Linked DNA regions of Danio rerio: region 1 is linked to region 2. A link is a contact called in public Hi-C data. All regions are on one chromosome and are shown on one strand. The core of a region is the stretch at or near the end of the contact, and the rest is flanking DNA. Distances in the headings are between cores, read along the strand shown. Region 1 overlaps ctnnd2a (catenin (cadherin-associated protein), delta 2a). Region 2 overlaps ctnnd2a (catenin (cadherin-associated protein), delta 2a).

What was found. Hi-C and Micro-C count contacts between places; a contact is called where the count stands out from the background.
Region 1: a contact with region 2 is called in a Hi-C map of hematopoietic stem cells, with 1.9 times the contacts expected there. The contact joins two enhancer-like sites. A contact is called at or near these places in 5 of 18 Hi-C or Micro-C datasets (embryo, hematopoietic stem cells and an unstated tissue) and 1 of 4 datasets of contacts at active chromatin or transcription factors (caudal fin).

Annotation. Positions count from the first base shown.
Region 1 is chr24:26,573,220-26,579,439 of GRCz12tu, reverse strand. All of the region lies in intron 1 of ctnnd2a (catenin (cadherin-associated protein), delta 2a), which reads left to right. Among named protein-coding and RNA genes, the nearest start is that of ctnnd2a, 42 kb to the left of the region's middle. Within about 2 kb of position 1,884, at least 4 of the 62 cell types and tissues checked have an H3K27ac peak or open chromatin away from gene starts, as enhancers often do.
Region 2 is chr24:26,536,153-26,542,516 of GRCz12tu, reverse strand. All of the region lies in intron 2 of ctnnd2a (catenin (cadherin-associated protein), delta 2a), which reads left to right. Among named protein-coding and RNA genes, the nearest start is that of ctnnd2a, 79 kb to the left of the region's middle. Within about 2 kb of position 4,191, at least 10 of the 62 cell types and tissues checked have an H3K27ac peak or open chromatin away from gene starts, as enhancers often do.

The sequences.
Region 1 (6,220 bases), core at 635-3,134, 39 kb before region 2:
GACGGAAAATGTGACGAAAAGTCCTACACGAAGGTGTTTACTGATCGGGGTGTTTACCTCAATAGTGTCTCTTATATGAGCATACTCCACATGTCTTAATTTAATTTCTGTTGAGTTCAGTTATGACTATAGTTGGATTAAGGTAATAAAAAAATCACTATTTCGAGCTTATTTAGACCTACAAAACAGTTCAAAATTCAGATTTAACTGAATAAACAGTTAGTAAACACAAATACATTTTACTGAACATAATTTATTTTCAATACCAATTATCATAGTAGAACAGTTTCTCAAGCAGTTTGTGATGCATTTTGGAAACATGAGAAGAGCCCCTGGTCTAATGAGCCACCTGGCTTGAGAAACCCATTCTTAAAGACTTATTATTTGGGTAGCACACATATTCTGAATGCCTTCGGCAGAATTCAAATGAGCCATTTTCCAAGATTAATCTAGATTAATCTAGATAAAAAAATATTAATCTATGCCCACCTATAATATATATTATAATTTAGATGTTAATAATAGTAATAGATTGTACAATATATTGTAAAGTACTAGTGTATGATAAAGTACAACACCTTCAATTAAAATCACACCCCGTATAGAAATTTGATATATGCCAATATATTCAAATTACACAAATAACATACAAGTTCATGTTTAGATTTCACACACACACACACACACACACACACACACACACACACACACACACACACACACACACACACACACACAAACACACACACACACACACACACACACACACACACACACACACACACACACACACACACACACACACACACACACACACACACACACACACACACACACACACACACATATATATATGGCGACCCCAGATTAATAAAGGGACTTAGACGAAAATAAAATGAATGAATGAATGAAAGAATGTTCATCGTCGTGACACAGTGGCTTAGTGGTTAGCACTGCCACCTCACAGCAAAAAGGTCACTAATTTGAATCTCCTGTGTGGAGTTTGCATGTTTTCCCCATGTTGGTGTGGGTTTCCGCTGGGTGTGGGTTTTCTCCGGGTGGGGTTTTCTCCACAGTCCAAATACATGCGGTGTATGTAAATTGGATGCACTGCAGTAAATTGACCATAGTGTATGAGTGCGTGGGTAAATGTGAGAGTGTATGGGTGTTTCCCAGTACTGGGTTGCAGCTGAAAGGGCATCTGCTGCATAAAACATATGCCAGAATAGTTACCGGTTCATTTTGTTGTGGTGACCCCTGATAAATAAGGGAATAAGCCGAAGGAAAAGGAATGAATGAATGTATGTTCATATATGGCCATAAAGTCTATCAGACTTCTGTATGGGACTACACTTGAAAAAAGCAACAGGTGTAATCTGCCTATTGTCCTTATCATTTTGTAATCTCACGATATTATACATTAGACTTAAATGATTACTGAGAGTACTTTGGATCAACACCAACTTTCATGTGATATTTAGGTTACAATGTCTTTGGAAAACAGGCTTTAAGATCAGTCGCACGATGACACAATATACTTAGGTCAAATGTGGGCAAATATTGGATTACAAAATGTACTGTTATTGAAAAACCTAGCAGTAGGGTTTGTCCATCTAAAATAGAGCATTTTTGAAGCATAAAGAGAGTTGAGAAAGAGGAATCGTTTTGTCTCTGTTTTTCCTCCTTTGGATAATTGCAGCTCTTTGCAGGGCGACCCGTGACTCTTTCCAATATCTGCCCCGGCTGTTTGGATTGTTGTGGTTTGTTTATTTGTTGCATGCGGGCTCTTGGCTGGCGTCCTGCAGCATTAACACAGGGACAGAGTGGAGGAGCCGCGTGGGCAGGAGGGCAGTGTGGCTGCCAGACTTCATGCCCAGAACCAGCGCTTCCACATGCGCAATATGCAGGGAAATGACTGGGAGAGTAGGAGGGAGAGATAGAGAGAGAGAGAGAGAGACTGTACAGATTTTCCCCCTTAACACGTTCAGCCCACTCTTTTGGGTTTCCATGAGCAAGACGACTGTTCTGAGAGAAGCAGGGAGCTGACCATTTATTTCTGGCATGCTTTTTGTGTCTCTTGTGGAATGGATTTAATATGTTGTTTGTTTGAAGGGAAATCAAGGTGATCTTAGAATAGATTGTGTTTATGTTGTCAGTATACATTGTGAGAAATTCAGGTAAATCATTCATTAAAATTTAAAGCCATATTTTAGTTGTGTTTATTAGGAGTGTGAACTTGCATTGGTCTCACAATTTGGTTCAGTTACGATTATCATGTCATCAATGCGGTTCAATTTTATATCTCGATGCATCACGGTGCATTGACAATGCTTTCCATCCACAATAATATTTTTTCCTTCATAACAAGAATTCTTGAATAATTTTTAAAACATATATTTATATTTATACAGTATATTATATGTAATACAGTTTAATAAAGCAGTGGTATAAATGAACTGTACCTTTAATTTTACCTGCTTAAAAAAAAAACTCTTTTTGAATGCAAAACAAACAAAAAACTTAAACACAATCACAGAAGGCAACCTGAGCATTTATAGCAACTAAACTAATGTAAATGCTTTCTGAGCGTTGTCTAGCATGTTCTTACATTCCTATGATTGGTCATTGTGTTCACACGCTCAACAGAAATGGCTGCGATTGACTCTAATACGGTCATTGCTGTTCATTGATGAGTGACACGGACACTGAAAAATGCTTGGTAACAGTCTGTATGCGCGTAATAAAGCACACATTGTGCAACTATCACAACTGATCCATAATAGACGCAGTGGAGAAAACTTGCTGTACAGACACACTCGTGTCAGGATCCACAAGTATCACTTTAATAGCAATAGAGGAGAGGAAAGTTACCCTACAAACATGCCAGCAGTTTAAAGGTCCAAAGTGAGAGAAAGGCAGAGAGAAGAGCTTTCATTTTCTCCCTAGAAGTGAAATAGTGTCCCCTGGCTCTGCTGTACTTCATTGTCAGTGAAAGACTGTCCAGCAAACTCACATGCTGTAAATTGTGCACGGTTGTCAGTTTTATTGAAGTTGGGGTATTTTAATTACTTACCCTAGCCTCTTTTGAACAGTATTCTACTGTTACATCGCACATATGAGATAAATGACATCAGTACTTAATCACTGGTGATAATCTATTAATGAACTGATACCAAATTATCCACATCTGCATCGCGGTGCATCAAAAAAACAACTCATTTTGCTGAACGGAAGTCCTACACAATTCACCACTTTTTATTTATTTATTATTATTATTTTTTTAATAAAAGCCTATTTCGCTGAGAAATGCATAACATTAAAGAAGTAAAATGAGTTGGAAAAATAACTTTTGTGTTCTCTAATATCATTTGCATTTATTTATTTTTGTATTAGATAATATTATTGCTCTGATATGGATGTCACACACTTCATTTTATGAAATTAGGTTAGAATTGAATTTTTTTAATATAAGTTAATTTATTTAATTCAAACAGAAATATCATATATACAGTAAAATTATTTAACAGAAAATAAATTTCTGTTAAACAGAAAATTAAAAATATATGTATTCCCCCATATTTTAACACAATAACTCTGACAACATACGTGTTGTATAATACATTATGACAATTTTTTATTGTGTTATTATATTTTATTGTCTTTTTTAGAATTTTTTTGTTTGTGTTTTATGGAAGTAAAGTGATTGGAGAAAAGAACCTTCATTTATTTATTTGTTTATTTTTATTGCTCAGGTTTGGAATGGCCAATTTCAATATCCTGAAAATTTCGCTTTTTTTGTTTAATTTTATTTCATTATTTATTATTATTGATATTTTTAATTTGAATAAAAGCATATAAAAGAAACTTATAAATAGTCTTTCACACTTTTTTGTACCTTTGATAAATTAAGTTCCATAGTTACCTGTTTGTTTGACATGGCAATTTTTCAAATGCACATGCAAAATGTACCAGCACTCGCACTCGCATCATAAAGCTGTAGCCTTCGCTTCGCTTGTTGTGAATCTAAAATCAGCAATAAACCACGTTCCCGAAGGATATGTGATGTCACAGGTGGGCGGTGAGTCAGTGTCCTGGTGGACTGTCAATATTAAAGGTAGGCAGAGCATCATATTGGCCTGTCATAGTGAGAATATAGGATATTTTGTTTTTGTCTTGCCTCGCCAGAGTGAAATGACAATAAACCAACTAGAGAAGACATATACCAAAAGCCTTGTCTCTCGCACAGGCCCACTTTTCCAGCCATTTTCAGCCAGGTTGGGCCATCAGACAGAGGATGGATAACAACTCCAAGGCTCAATCAGTTCCTATTCACTGGCTTGCCAGAACTGCTCTCGGGTTCATGCTGGAGCAACAGAGCCTTGTTTGCCAGTAAAAGCGCCAAGCCCTGATGAGACAGAGGCATATAGACAGTTACAACCTGGCAGCCTTATTTTAGCCAGGGTGACAACAGGTCTGTCTGCACCTTCTGTCAAATTTTCCAGCCCCTCGCCCTGTTTCTCACCTTCATTTTCCCCATTTTGTCTCTCTGCGTGTGACTTTTCTCTTTCAGATTCTCCCTTTTTATGTGCCTCACATGTTAGTAAGAAGGGACTGGTGATTTGATTGTTATTAATATGGTTTGATTTTAGTTGAATCATTTGCTGTGTTATCATTGAATCTTACACTGTGCCTACAATACACTTAACATGACTTTTGTTGACTTTTCTTGGCATCCTAAATCAGCTGAAATCCATCTAAAGTTGATACAAAATTGCATATCCCTTTATTTTTTTGTCAGTATCACTCGGAACTCATAAACAATAGAAGGTTTATCTTGGAGATGCGAAATGTATCCGTAATTCTGGAATCACCCATACTGTATGTAACCACCCATTAAAACTGACATTATGAGGTTGACGAGTGCATTTTAAATAAACGCTCTCCAGTCTCTGAACATGGCTGGAGTTATTTGGGTGGGAGGGCTGATGGATGGATGTTGTCAGTGTGCATTCATAATGAGGCATCAAGCATCTTGTTAGATGCAATCAGTAGCTGCGGCCCATGAACCTCATTCGATCTGCTGTCATCTAGCATGTTGCGTCATCTGAGAGCCCTGATGAGAAAGACAGGGAAGATGAACATTTTTAGAAGGGCTTTTTCCTGTATAGTGTATTTAGCATTAGCATAGCTCCTGTCACACTGATAATACGTTTATGACCACTATGCCTTTAATACAAAAAGTTAACTACACTATTACATTGTTGTCTCAGTGAAAACCTTTAAAATGTGTGCAAATCATAACTGTGATGATAAAGATAAAGTTTTAGAAATAGTTATTAAGATAAATACAACTATTTTATTGGAATTAGTGTCCAGCATTTTCTTTTTTTTTCAAAGAACATAATATGAATGAACTAGGGTTGCACAATTCTGGCTAAAATGAGCATATTTTTTACTTTTATTTGCTTAAAATCAAGATCACAATTTTCTCACGATTCTGTAGATGTAAAATAAAAGTTAATATGAGTAGGCTATTATTATTGTTATTTCTCAAACAAATGATAAAACAACACTAATAATATTAGGCCTATGTGTAGGTCTACTGTTGGTTAAAATGCTGCATACTGTATAGACTTGGATTGGTGGAATTGAATAGACTTTAAGTTTGTCCTGCTTGCTAATGCGCAGTAAAGTGATGACATCGGAATACAAATATTCATAATTCTGAAGTTGAAATTTTATGTTTGAGACATATGCCTGGCTTTTGTCATTGAGAACATTATTAGAGCATTTTTTTTTCACTGGTAAAATAAAACATTTGAAATTATCAGATTCCCTCTTGCATTATATTCAACATTATATAGGCTAGAGTAGTTGTACTGACCCAGTATATGAATATTTATTTTTAGGCACAACACTTTGTGTTAGCTATGAAAGGAAAAACATATCAAGCACTTGTCGTAATCATACCTCTAAAATGCCATATGTACATTTAAATGATGTGTGTGCTTTCGGTTTCACTTTTACTGACATCTGCGCTCATGTCATTGCTGCCGTCACGTTGAGAAAAAAAAAAAACACACACATGCAAATCACACTTCCCGCGCGGCTTTCAAACGATCGCTCTGTGCAACAAACTGAACGTTATTTACAACTTTATTACTTGTTATTCACAGCAAATGCAGGTTTTGTTCACTAAAGTAGATATCATTTGCAGCCA
Region 2 (6,364 bases), core at 2,942-5,441:
AGAGATTTATGGATGCAGTCCTCCAAGCTCATGGGAGTCAATCACAATATTAATTCTTTTTTTCCACTGCACCATGACTTTATATCAACCCAATCTCATTCTGGAAACGTAGCCCAGCGGACATTTCTGGAGACCGCGATTTACGTGGCCGGAGGTACGTAAGGCCGCATTTATTTTTTTTCTAGCGAACGCTGCGGGGCAGTGTGACGCCGCTCCGCCCCTCCTCTTCGCGCTCGCCGGCTCGCCTCCGAGTGGGGGCTTTCCCGATGCAACCAGTTTGTCCGCTTAGCTCACAGCGTTGCGCCGGCGGAGTGGAGGCCCCGGAGGAGGAGGAGGAGGAGCCGGGCGCGGGGACGACGACCGGGATCGAGTCCGGGGAACAGCGGTTCCGGAAATCAGGTAAGACGAAAAACAGAATCCGAAAAATAAGGGCGAGAACGCGGCGGGATCCGAAAACGCGGTCGAAATCGAAGACGAGGGCTTTTGCTTTTTTTTTTTTTCTGGACGGCTTTTGCGAACCGTTGCTCGGGTTTAGGGAAGGAGGAGGAGCAGGAGGAAGAGGAGGGCGGCTTTTTGTGCGAGAACGGCGCGGGCGCGAACGGCGCACGCTCCCGAGAGGCGCCCGAGACGTGAAAAAGAGCGCACAGCGGCCTGTCGCGGATCCGTGAAAACAAAAACCGCTCGAATACGTACCTTCCGGGACGTAAATCACGGTCCACAGAAACGTCCGCGGGGCTACGTTTCCACAATGAGCCCGGGTTGCTTTATATTCTATACTGTACATTATTTCTGTTATGTGACAAGACTTTTGTTTGAGCAAAGTCAGACCTTATTGTTCTAATTAAATAATTAAAAATCAAGGCATGATCATATTTTATTTAAATAAATATATCTAGAGGCCTTTGCTTTTCATATAAGCCACTTCTGATACCAAATGATCTAGTAGAAGTTACTATTTGTCGTTCGTAAAACTTTGATACGTGACAAGACTTTTCTCAGGTAGTGTATATGTTAAGAGTAAATAAATTTTTCAACCAAATTAAATTGCAAAAGGATTATAGCGTACAATAGGTAACACATTCCAATCAAATTTGATTAGCATATGTTAATGTAACTGAATTCGATTAGTTATTAACTTAATAAAAGGATTATCAAATTACTACTCCAATTTTACCATGGCATTGATTAAGAAATTAACATCACCTAAGATTAATAAAAGTTTTGTAGTTTTCATTTGGAATTTCGTTATATTATATATTATAATAAAACCCTACTTCAGTGTTACTAATATCCCTATTAATATTCTTATTCAATTGATATTTTAGCATGTGGTTGGCGAGATTGACATGTGAAATGTTAATGCTAACCAATTAAGTCTTCAAGCTTTTGGCGCAGTTCTGAAAATGACTGCAGATACTGTGATTATTCTTAAAGAGCACTCAAAGTTTTAATAACAGATACTTATTCACTGTATTTTGAAGATATATTAATACTGTGCATAATATTAATATTGTGCATGTTCATTATCATGATATAATGAATTATTGAATATCTGCATTTATCTCATATCTCATGCTGTCACCTCATGTTACAGGCAGACAGTTAACATCCAATCGATCAAGTTTTTTGTGTGCTGTGCATAATGAAACTGGCTCTTTTACTCCTGTATGTATAAATAGATCTTGACAGCTACAATTTGGGAAATTGTTGGTATTTTTAGATTTTGATCTCCACTGTATGAACATAAACACTTACAGTATACTTCTTTACAGTATTGTGAGAAAAAAATCACAAAATACTGTTAAATGTTACAAAATATAAACAGATGATATAGTAAAACACATTAAGTTAGTACTCTTTTGAGCTGCTTGTCATCTTGTAGTATCCAGAGTATCTTTAAAAAATAAATTAATTAACTGTCATGCCAAAACAAGATTTTCATGTTTCCCAGTAGCATCCACATGTTATGATGTGTCATTTTGGTGTTATATGAGCATACAGAATGACACACTGTTGTTCAACAGAGTGTTACAAACCGACTGCACTATGCAATCTTTTTTTTTTATTTAAATTTTTTTTTTGATGCACTTCAGATGCACGCACTGTCACTTCTACTGTATCACACACATTTTGTCTTTCCCTCACAGAAACACTTGCTTTGTTTCCATTCACCCGTTTATATGCACATTGTTGGATATCACATTACAAAAAATTGCTTAATGAAAATACCAAGATGTGCATAAATTGAACAAATGTTGCGCCTAATTGAGTCTGTATGTAGAGATATGTGCTGAAATTTAATATATGCAAAAAAAAAAAAAAAAAAAAACTCTGATGGAAACACATTTATTGAATTATTTCCTTGATGAAAACATGTAATTTTGGATCAATAGATTTTCAATAGGTTTTAAAAAATACAATTAGGCTAACTAAATACACAATCCCATCTCACAGCATCTTAAAGTTTGTTTTATTTATTCTAATAGTATCTGGATGCGGAGTTGGATTTGCAAGCTGAGACCCTATATTTCAGACTTGCAGGGCTCTATTTTAACAATCTAGGTGCAAAGTCTAAAGTGCATGGCACAAAAACATTAAGGACGTGTCTAAATCCCGGGAAAAAACGGGAGTGTTGGCAGGTATGGTCTCGTCTCTCATTCCCTATAAGAGCTCTTTTTGTGTCGCTCCATGGCGCATTGCTATTTACATGCCAGACTTTTTAAGTGGAAAAACTGAACGCCTTACTAGCGAGAAAACAGTTAACGATCATCTGCAGTGTGAGGATAAAGAATAAGCCTCCATTTAGCCTCTTTACTTTCTCTTTATTTTTACTCTTTACTTTACTCGTTTACTTTTGTGGATAAGGAAACAGTGTTGTACACACTCCACTGAAGACATCCTTTAGCCTACATATTTAATTTAGTTTGTTAAGCACAGATTTGTTTCAAAACTATTTCTGAATTCAGTTCTAATTTCCAGCAAACAAATAACTAAACAATAATAACAAAGTGTGGTCAAACAACTTATATTCAAACACACGTTATATTCCTCAAAACCTGACAAGTGAACAAATCTAAACTTGTTTTTATTCAAACAAATATAAATGTGCAGATAATAAATAATACTGCTAATAATAATAATAATAATATTACATGAATGTAAAGTGTCATGAATAAACTGAAAAAGCACCCCGTGGTGAAGAAGGCATGGAGGGAGTAGTTTTTTTATTCATGTAGAAAATAATAATTTATTTAATAATTGTAACAATAATAACTATTTGCTAATGCTTAATAAATGATTCATAGTGTGTAATTATTATAAAGTGTTACCTATAATTTTGTTATTAAGCAATGTGTAAGCTTTTGGACCCACATAGATGCATACCTAACGCACTCTGCGCAGGGCTTTAGACCAGCTTTTACTTGGTCAATGGCGTAGTCTATTTTAGTTCCTCAAAATAGCAACGTGCCAACAATGTGCCTTAACACACGTCCTTTATAGACAAGCACACCCATGAGTCCACAAAGTGGCACAAATGGACAAACACGTCTTGCACCTTATTGTGCTGGGTGTAGGATAGGGCCTGCAATGTCAGACACAGTGCATATATTCGAGCCAGTGACGTCACTGTGAGGGCTAGGGTTAAGGGTGGGGTTAAGTGTGCACATTAAAAGCATTGCATGCAACTGCACCGAGTCTGCATTCAGGCCCCTCTCAATAATTCAGCAAATGCAAAAATCCATAGTCAAAATTATTTTGTATAGTTACATCCTTAGGTCTTGAGCAATCGTTTTCACAAACACTCTCTGAGCTGCATCATTTATCTAATGAAAAAAGAGCTATAATTTCTTATCAGCTTGCAGAAACCATAATGTTTATTATTTGCATATTACGCTGGTTTCCTAGAAAGTGGGATTTTTTTTCACTTTAACAAGTAAAATGTAATATGCAATATTTAAATTTTGCTCATAAAATACATTCCCAGCTTTGGATGGAAACATAGCTACTTATATATGCACTCGCAAACAGATGAGCACCATATGAATTTGGCAGCGTTCGCATGTGGGCCAGGGAGTGAAAAAGGAGTGTGAGCAAGAGAGAACGAACAAAGAAAAATGAATATGTCACACATGGAGCAGACACGTGTGCGGTGCGAGGCCTCCGGGGCCTGTCAGTAATGGTTGGCCTCGGGGAAGAACAGCATAATGTTGTCAGTGTTGAGTGGATCACTACAGCGACCAGAAAGCGGGCAGGCTGTTTCCTCTGTGAAAAAATCACCCCGCACCCTCCCCCATATCTCGACCCGGCTGCTTCGACCGCAGCGCCGGTTTGCTGTCCCTTTCAGAGCTGCAACCTCATGTTTGTCTGTTAAAAGAAAAACACTGCTTTTTCTTGCACCTGACAATTTTCAGATTTTGGACTCTTTGGCTTTTCATGTGTTTTTTTTTTATTTTATTTTTTTTTTGGTGTGTCTATTTTAAAGAAAACATCTGAAATACACTTTTTAAAATCAATTTGTGTTTGTAATTTTGAGTTACAATATATATTTTTAAAGACTTTTTTTATTTTTTTTATCCCCAAATCTCAACTTCAACAGAGCATACATACACCTAGCATGACAGTTTATTCATATCTATATTTGAAAAGGTTTTTAAAGCAGTATATATACATTTTATTCTACAATTATTTTTATTTTTCAAGCTGTTAGCAGTATTTTTAGAGTAACATAATTGCCAAAAGGTATACTGAAAACCTCTAATGTAAAATAAAAATAAAATTGTACAGTATGCAAATTAGGTGACACAGTGGTTCAGTTCAGTCTTGGCTGTGTAGGTTGGCATTTCTGTGTGGAGTTTAAATGTTCTCCCCATGTTCACATGGGTTTCCTCTGGGTGCTCCGGTTTCCCCCACAGTCCAAATACATGCGGTGTAGGTGAATTGGGTTAACAAAATTGTCCGTAGTGTATGATGACGTGTGTACATGAGTGTGTATGAGGGTTTTTTAATACTGGGTTGCAGCTGGAAGTTCACCTGCTGAGTAAAACATGCTGGAATACTGTAGTTGGTGGTTCATTCCACTGTGGCGACCTCTGAAGAGAGACTAAGCAGAAGGAAAATGAAAGAATTAATGTATGTATGCTAATTAGCACAGACAGTATGTCATTAAATACTGCCTAAATGATCCTACATCCACTACACTAGCAGTGCCTTGATTTAATCTGGGCTACAGCTTTGCTTCGGATGGTGTTTAGTTCATTTTGTGTGTTTGTGTTTCTGTCTGTGTGCGGTTTGTTTGGTTTTCTGACACGTTGTTTATTCACTCTGTGTTGTCGATGAATCCCTAATGAAGTTTAACAGGCGGTAGTTTGCGAACACTGACCTAGAATCAAATCCATTGAGTGATTGTAATCAACTGTAAATGTGTGCGCACTCTTACAGCGATATTGGATACCTGGTAAAGTGGTGCGGGACATCATAAAAAAATTATGTTTATGGATGTTGTCTTGGTTTGTGTACACTATGATTATTGAATTGATTGTATCTTAATTAGAAATTGACCATGCAGAAAATGTCCTTCATTGACGTTCTTCAAGAGCACTTAGCAAATAAGAATCTTGCCACTAGGTGGCAAACTTATTATGAACTTGACCCTGGAGGAGTAAATGGGAAATCAGAAGGGACTCATTTTACTAAATGCACATTTGGGATCTGATAAATAAATAATAGGTTTTCTTGCTTCACCTTCAAACAGCTCCTGCCCTCCAATTATAGAAGGCCATTGAGGCCAAAACACCACAATGTGTGGAATTTTAATTGCGTCACAATCATGGTAATGGCTATATTTATATTTTTATTTGATGGAATAGTATGTTGAATATGCACATTAAAAGATCAGATGCCCTGTCTTTGTTATGTTTTATTCTAACTTTAGATGTTTTATGACCTTCAACAATAATTTAAATGAATTAAATTAAATTAATTTAATTGTTCAACAATGCCTCTATATCAGGGGTCTCAAACTGCTGGCCCGCGGGCCATTTGCACCCGTAAAATTTTACTGCTGGCTAAATTGAACATGTTAAAGTAAATTTTCCCCTCTTTGTTGTAGATTTACAAAAAAGAAAGATACAATTGGGACGAACAATTAGTGAAGTCAATAAAGTCACCCAAACTGCATTCTGCTCTTACTCTATCTGTTAAACTTTTTAAACTTATTTTTGGTTAAGCAACAATTGATTGGGACATAAAAGCTGTTAATATTATTATGCCTATTATTTAATTGTAGTATTTTTGTAGCAATTAAAACTACCCCTTCAATATGTACAACAAGAAACAAAAAGGAGCTTTGATACTCTGGGGAGTG